Regions from separate parts of the Drosophila melanogaster genome. Here region 1 is linked to region 2. Evidence: chromatin contacts called from public HiChIP or PLAC-seq data. All regions are on one chromosome and are shown on one strand. Each heading gives the region's core, a stretch centred on a gene start, on an enhancer-like site or on the middle of the called end of the contact. The rest is flanking DNA. Distances are from core to core; before and after follow the strand shown.

What was found. HiChIP or PLAC-seq counts read pairs in DNA pulled down with a chosen protein or histone mark.
Region 1: an RNA polymerase II HiChIP or PLAC-seq map of the Kc167 cell line shows a contact between it and region 2, with 6 times the contacts expected there. The contact joins the promoter of CG45263 here to the promoter of CG7963 in region 2. A contact is called at or near these places in 13 of 107 Hi-C or Micro-C datasets (the Kc167 cell line, the OSC cell line, the PNm cell line and 9 more) and 2 of 6 datasets of contacts at active chromatin or transcription factors (both in the Kc167 cell line).

What each region holds. Positions count from the first base shown.
Region 1 is chr3R:8,474,994-8,479,141 of dm6, forward strand. It overlaps CG45263, which reads right to left and starts at 2,624. Exons shown (of 16, transcript NM_001260059.2): 1 at 2,426-2,624.
Region 2 is chr3R:8,360,543-8,364,675 of dm6, forward strand. CG7963 reads left to right here and starts at 2,284. Exons shown (of 1, transcript NM_141541.3): 1 at 2,284-3,352. The coding sequence starts at 2,338. The coding sequence ends at 3,352. It overlaps Veneno (veneno), which reads right to left and starts at 2,012. Exons shown (of 6, transcript NM_141540.3): 1 at 1,897-2,012; 2 at 1,366-1,839; 3 at 258-1,139; 4 at 22-200. The coding sequence starts at 1,932. CG45263 reads right to left here. Exons shown (of 16, transcript NM_001260059.2): 16 at 3,786-4,133.

The DNA.
Region 1 (4,148 bases), core at 1,374-3,873, 110 kb after region 2:
TCAGAAAATTCCAATATATGAATCTTGCTAACATTTCGTACTTATTGCAGTTCAGATATTATGGAAAAAAGGGGAGTTAAATTTAAAGTCGCTCATGAAATGCAGATGAGTGAGATTCATGATCTACTGGTGCCATAAAATAAGCAAATTTTAGATGTTTTCTTGATTGACCAGCACTTGGTCTTCATTTTTTCCAGTGCACTAAATGCTGACTGAAAGTGAACCAAAAGTGGAATAAAATCCAACGTAACGCCGAGGCGTTCTGCTTGGCTAGTTGCAGCAGCAACAAAAGGTAAAATCGGCATGTGAGTGTGTTGGCCGAATACATTTATAAGCGGGCGAGTTTAACGAACTAGGCTTTGTGTTTTGGTCCACTCCACAATCGCACTCGCCAAAACAAAACTAATTTTTGCCCCTTTCCCCCACTTAATGCTCCTCTGCACCCGCACACACACACACACACACACACACTCATGGAATCGTTCTCCATTTTCACAATTTCACAATTTGGCAAGTCTAAACATTTTCATTCGTTTTCATTTGCAGATAAGTCATTTTTGGGACTTCTACTTGGCATTGTAAAGACCAATTTAATTTGCAAAAATTTTTAATTCGATTTGCTGTAAGCCTTCTCGGCACTCCGATGTCAAGGACATTGTAGCAACGAAATCAAATAAACAAATCAAATATTAAATGTGCCATTTCAGGCAGTTATTTGTTATTTGTGTCGAATGTCGTGCGAAATATGAAATAATTTTCGTTCTGCTATTTCCCTGCCACAATGCTGATTGGATGTCAGCTCAAGGGGGTAACTAAAATACGGCCGGTGGATAAGGAGAAAGCCTTTCTCTAACTCTCTCTAACTTGCCGCCACATGTGCAAAAGATAAAACACCCGATATTCGGGCGGCACTGCAACATTTTTCTTATTTACGAGCCACGTAGCCATAAAAGGCGACATAAATTTCCTAGAAACGCTCCTTCTGCCGACCAAAAAAAAAATGTTTGAGGATTTTTCGTTTGCCGAAATGCAGGCGGCAGTCGAAAGCCGTGAGGAATAAAGAAATTGATATAAATGCCAGGAAAAACTCGCACATCCCAGCGGAATAGGAGGAGATGGGGGGTCCTCGAATAAGGATGGATCGCACACATTGCGTTGAAATTGCGCGAAATGTCGTCAAAGTTTATCAAAATATTTAAATGAATGTCGCTTTGAAGCGCCGGGCGTCACGATGATTCAATCTCTGCAAGAGCCACTGGCGGGAATCACATTTTTCGAGAAGTCTTTAAGTTTTCCAAGACGCTTTTCCTAATGGCAAAACAATCTTCGATTATAACACCAAGCGGAGCACACTCTTGCCACTCACGGCAATAACCATTAATAAAAATGTTTGGCTTTTAAAATTAAACGACTCCGGCTGCACGTGCCGCCTGTATTTTCGGTGAAGACAGAAACTTTGAGGCAATTTCATTTCAATTGTGAGTGTGGAATTTAAGGCCATTTGCATATCAAAACCGAGGGGGAAAAACTCTGCCGAGCGAGAGTCCTTTTTGCCGCGCAGCTGGCGACGATTGCGAATCGCCTTCTCGACGGAAAACAATTAGCGGAAAATTCTCACAACTTTGGCAGGCGGAATTCGCGCCCAACGATTCGACGTAATTGCAGATACTTTTCGGCATCCGAAAAAGGGGGGCTGTCCAAATATCATTAACATGAATTTATAAACAATCGCGAAGAGGCTTAATTAAATTTTCCCCCCTCATTCCCTGCCGATGAAGTAGAACTTCTTTGTGGGATTCGATCACCATGGCGATTATATAAAGCATTCACAGACCATAAATGTGTGCAAACTTTCGGCGAATGGCAATTTTTTTTTCTTTTAAATAATTGTCCATAAATATAAGCGGACATAAAAAGGGCAACCGAGCGTTTAATCCGTTGTCGTATTTAATATATTGGCCATCCCGGCGAATGGCTGAATGGCGAATGGAGTAAGTAAAGTGAGCTCAGAATCCTTTGGCTCATAAAATGTCAAGGAAATTTTTATTGATGAGCCAAAGGCGAACGACGACGACAATGAAAACACAGCGCTTTCGCCTCGCCGAGATTTTCTCGTCCTTGCTGGTCCTTTTTCACGTTTACTGCTAGTTGTAACTTTTTTCCCCGTTTTCGAGGACACGCCATAACCGATGGCCGGGAGTTGGGCACGATGCGAAAGTGTGTCAAAGTATATCCCGGCACCTCCACACACAAACACACACACGCACACTCATACATACGTATGCATTTAGCACACGGTGGGTACACTTGCTAAAAGCAAAACCAACAAAACAATCTAGATACAAATTCCACTGTCACGTGTATCTAAAAAACAACGCACGCGTTTTTTTTTTTTTTTTGTTTACCATACATCCTTTGGCTATACCTTTTTCAATATCCATGCGATTTCTCGTAAATGCAACAATTTTCGGGCTGTTACTCGTTCACTGTCTCATTCACTAGTCACTATTCACATTCACCGATCACTGTTTACTGGTCACTGGTAACTGATTCCTTGCAGCGTACGAGTCGCGTGAACGCAGCGCCAGACGTTCGATCCGCACGATGTCCCGAAATCTACTGAAACTTGGAACTGAAACTGGTGACTTCGATGATATGCATTTCAAAGACACGAAATGTTACGCCTCGACGTTCGCTAACAGAGCTGAGCACTGTTAAGCGGCGCTTCGTGACTGTGAGCCGAACGCATACGAACGACCTACGCCAGCGCGCTCAAACCTGTTGGCCAACTGAGTGTGCAACAAACATGTTGTGTTTACGTTTTTTCCTTGGCCTAAGCGGTTTGAGCGTGTTGCTGTCCTCCATCAACATGTTGCACTTTTCGGGCTTGGCAACAAGTGCTTTTTGTTTCCAACTACCAGATACTCTTTCTATTTAACTGTATTTATGGTTGTAGTTATATTATGCCGTTAATTGTGAAATGTTACCAATGAGTATTGCATATAAAAATCATTTAAAATTTACATATTACAAACTCAAGCTGATTTTATTAAAATTAAATGTATATATCTAAGTCCTATTCAAAAAAAAAACGTATCAACAGAAGCTGCGTAATATATTGCTTAATTCAAATTGGACATTCAGCCGAAATAAAAATATTTTTGACAGATACACTAGGAAGCTCTGACACGGCAAAAAGTAGGACAAAATCGGTTCAGGGGAGATGGTCATTGTGGGTGGACGCGTTCAGCGGGGAGCTGTAACTTTTCTAATTGGCATTTTTCCGCAATGATTGCAGTTGAACACGCTGCGATAAAAGCTAATCGAATTATGCTTTTGGCAAATGCCACAACAGCTGCACGAAACCAGCAAAAACTAACAAACAATTATGGGTCTCTCAACTGGGGCGGGGAATGGGAAAATCGAATAGGGGGAGAATGGGCAAGGGTGGCTTATAACTCTGCTATGTGCGGCGTCATGTCAACGCCCAGCCAAGCAAAGCGAGGACCAAAAGGAGACGCAGCGGTTTGGAGTTTCCGGCAAAAAGTTAGTGGGCAAAGGAAAGAGCCAAAAAGGGATTTGTGTATGCGAAAAAATTTTACAAGCCATTAACAAAAATGTTGCGCCTCGGCATATGCCACATAAAATTCACTCAGCAGCAGCAGCAGCAGCAGTGGTAACAATGGAGGAGTCAGGCGCCTAACTCAGGCACACACAGATGGAAAGCGAGTGGAACGGTCGGAAAATAAGCGGCATAACCGCATTCCCAATACGCTATCCAAAATATTATAGCCCTAGAAAAGGGTAGCATTTGCTCTTTCATCAGTAGAGAATTATGATTATTTAAGAACAGATAAATAATTAAACTTTTTATAATAAATGTTCAACTATCAATCGCTGCAGCTTAATATATCTTCTGCATATATTCTTTCCTCATGGGCAGGTATGTACATATATGAATGGAGAAAACTCAATTATCCTTTGTGAGGGTACTGAAAAGAGCGAAACAAAGAGAGAGACTGATGCAAAAAGGAAGGAGGGGCGAAAAGCGAGTCGAATGCCAAAATGTGCAATGGAAGCGATCTTGGCGCCGCTGCGTCCAATGTGGGTGAAAGTCCGAGCGATGGGATGTGGCTGGTGGGTGGATT
Region 2 (4,133 bases), core at 1,034-3,533:
GTATGGTTATAGTATAGTTACACTGGCTTATAAGGCTCGCAGTCTGTAATTTCTGATAAACGAGAGTGCAAGGCGGAAAATTCGGAGGCGTAGGTGCTGTCAAAGGCCCCAAAAATACCTCGATTTTTTTTTGTACTATCCACAACGATGAGATCAATGCCTTCCTTAGATTCGATTGAAAATCTACGCATCTCAAAAGGCTAATAAATAAATTAATAAAATGTGGCTCTCAATGAGAATTTATATTATCAACTCACAGGTTTTAGGACATGTTCGTTTTTCGACATTACGATTCCATTTGTTTGGGCATTAGTTTTATGGATAACGGGAAGTTCCAAATTTTTTTTATGGTTTGGAAGTTGTAACGGATAATTAGCTTTTGGTGTTAAGCATTGTGTTAAGGAATGTTTTACGTCTTCATCTTTAGGCTTTGGTGCAGTGTCCTGATCAGTTTTAGTTGCCTTATCAGCAAGATCAATAAAGCCAAGCATCTTATTAGAGGCTCCTTCTGTAACCAGTACATTAGTTGATTTTGATTGATCAATTTGTCCGGAGTTCTGTTGCTTGAGTATCTCCTCACACTCATTCTGTACCTCTGGTTTCGTTAACATTTTCTTACATTCGATTGCAGGAATTGCAATGGGTTGATCAATATGTGAAGGTTGCGGACCTTCTAAGGAACATGACTTGATATTCTCGGCCGCAGAATTAGGGTTTCGTAGCAACTTCTTACTGTTGAAAAATGCGTTTAACTGTTCATTTACCGAAAAGTTCATCTCCGTGTTTACTAGTTCCACGAGGTGTAATCCAGGGCACTTTTTAATGGTTGCCATATATTTCTTGCCCACGAATTTCGAGTTGAAGGCAATGACATCATTGGAATAGTCACAATTCAATACATTCTTGAGCTGCACCAGTTGGCTGGAACAGGGCAATGCTTTTAACTCATCATTGATATCCTTAAAATCGAAAAAAGGTCCAGAATGTTTGATTCCAAGATCGACCAAAAATAAGTGGGAAACCTCACGGAGCTTCTTACACATCTTCGCTCGCACATACATGCCATTAAAGTGGACTAGGCACAATCTATTTGGTGGTGGATTTTTTATTCTGGGCAATAACGTAGCTATGGTATTAACCTGTGAAGATACAACACTTTTTAATTCGAAATAGTCTCGTCAACAGTAGAATTAGAAAAAAAAACTCGATTTGCTAGTATTTAAGTATCCAAATAGTATACAGTTTTACACGCAACACTATTTCTTTGATAATATTCATTTATAGAATTTGCTATCATGCACGCATTTTACTTCTAATTTAGGAATTTTCTTGGATTGAAGAAATTTGACTCCATATATAACAAACCTTCTTGCAAACTTCGTCAAACGCTCTTTCAGCAGATTCGCTGGCATCGCGAATATAGCAACGATTACTGGATATGAAGTCCGTAATGTATACCATAGCACCGCTGGGCGGGATGATCGCTTTTGGCGGAGAAACGGGAATATCATCTTTGGCTGCAATGATGCTGGAACGGCCGGCGTTATTGCACTGCAAATCCGGAAGAATAGGTGAACGGCTGAGGGGTATTGGCGACGCCTCAACTACAGATTTGTCAGCGTTTAACGAACAGGCCCCCTCCAAAGTTGATTCCCTGTCGCTCTGGAACACGGAATATTCATTGGGAGAAACCAACGCGGGCAGCGGGATGCAGATGTAACGATGACGTAGCCAATCTTGCCGCTGACAATGCTTGGAGCAGTAAAAGTCCCCGCAGCGCTGACAGACCCTTTCCGCTGCGTTTGCGCAATGGACGCATTTTCCTTTGGCTTGCGCAAGCTGAATTACAAAACAATATTTTGGTGTTCGGCTACTTTTTTAAAAGTTGGTTCTTACTTCATCAGCACCGGCAACTGACTTTTGTGCTAGCATGTTGTCACACTTTATTTCCGATCGAAAAGGAAGAGTTTTTCAGCGTTAGTTCTCCAATGATACAGCTGAAGCCCCACGGTGTTACCAGATACGGAAATCCGATTAACGGAACTTAGAAGTGCACATTAGTAATGAAATGCCGTTTTCCCACTTATTTATTTATAACACGTTAAACTGACAAATATTTGTTGGCTGTTAGTATTAAATATATTCATATATTTATATTCATAATTAATTATTATCTTATAGTTTGGAAGTAGTTAGCTCTTAATATATGAGACATACTTTAAAGTGTAGTTTAGTATAATCAGCTGTTTGTTGCTTATCGGTCTTATCGATAATTGTGGGTAGCTGCATTTGATTTGGCAGTTCAATTTTTAAATATTTGCAAGCTTTTAACTGAAAATGTCGCCACCATCTGGTGAATTCCGTTGCCGAGTTTGTCTTAAACAGGATGAACTTCTGGTGGATATCTATGAGATCGTGGAGGAGATGCAAGTGGACCTGTGTACCTTGCAGCCAATGTATTTATGCCAGGAGTGCACCAACGAGCTTCTCATCGCCGCCAAGTTTCGCAAAATATGCGTGGAGTCGGAGAAGTTGCGCGATATGGCTCCGGAGATAAACATAGACACGGCAGAACCCCTAGCTTCGGAGGAAATAATTATTATTGATCCCAGCGACTATATTGAACAGCTCTCCGCTGTGGAGGATCCCGAAAATGAACCTATTGGAGTTTCACGCTGGAACTGCCAGCATTGTGGCGCTGGTTTCCAGCTATCGGAAGTACTGCGTCGGCACATCCAAGAAGTACATGCTTCAATAACTATTATAGACTGTAGGGAGCGCAGGCGGATCTTTACGAAATTGGGTTGCTACCAGGTCCACAATTGCTCCTATGCCAAGACACCCAAACGTGGGCACAAGTGCCTGGAGTGCGGTAAGTGCCTTCAATCCGCCTCTAGTCTGGCAAGCCACATTCGCCTGCACACCGACGAATGGCCCTTCACCTGCGATCAGTGCGCCAAGGCCTTCAGGACCAATGGAGCATTGGAGGTTCATCAGAGGCGCCATAAGCAGGTCTTGCAGCACAAGTGCCTGCACTGCGGGCGTGGTTTTGTAGAATCAGCGACGCCACATAGTTAACAGGCACACGGAGGAACGTCCGCATCTTTGCAACGTCTATCAGCGCAGTTTCTCCAGGGTCTACATGCTCGAGCTGCATCTCCGCACAAACACTGGCGAAAGACCCTACGCCTGCCAGCATCGTGACAAACGTTTCGCCCAACTGGGAGTCCTCAAGATTCACGAGCGGATCCATACCGGCGAACGCCTGCACCGCTGCCAAGTGTGCGAAAAACCTTTTACACGGGCGGGACAGCTCCGAAAACACGCGTTGCGTCATGAAACGGGACAGTGATAAGTTGCAGATTGCCGATTTGGGCCAATGATCTCTGATCGCGGTCAAGGTAACAGATATAAGCAGCCTTATTAGTGACTTAGGCAGCTTCTTTTAATGCCAAGGTGGGCCCACAGCGATTTGTTTTGCACATTCCAAGGCTCTTCATACATCGGATAAAGATCAGGACAGCGACCGCTACCACTTTGGCTATCACTTTGTTGCCAAATGAAGTGCCATGGGACGATTTTGAGAGTTGTTTCCCTATACTGTGAGGCCTTAGGTGTCTGTAAGTTTGGTATGCGTTCTGACTGCTTTTTTTTTTACTAAATACCGTTCCCGAATTCCTTTTCCAGCATTGTCTTCCTTCTTAGATGAAATTACGAACAGTGACTGTAAGAAAATCAGTTATGCTTAATATATCCCTAACCCAGAAAGTACACTATTCAGTTTTGCATTTTGAAATTCTTTATTGCATGCAGGTAAGAGTTAGTAATGTTTCCTTTTGTAATTGGTTTACTTTTGCTTTGACTTGCAATTATCCTAAAAGTTACAACAAGTGACGCAGGTATATGCTATAAATATCCGTATAATGTATAGATGTATATCGGGCTTGTATGGTATATTCTTTAGATGAATTCAAATTATAATTGAAGAGACAAACTTGTACTCGTAAATAACTAGGTTGAGAGCATGAATTGTCGTTTGATTTTTATTTCCATATCTAACCATAGCTCTCGGTACATCTTCGATCCTATTTGTACAATAATGTTTATGTATATTTATATATGGTTGTATTTAT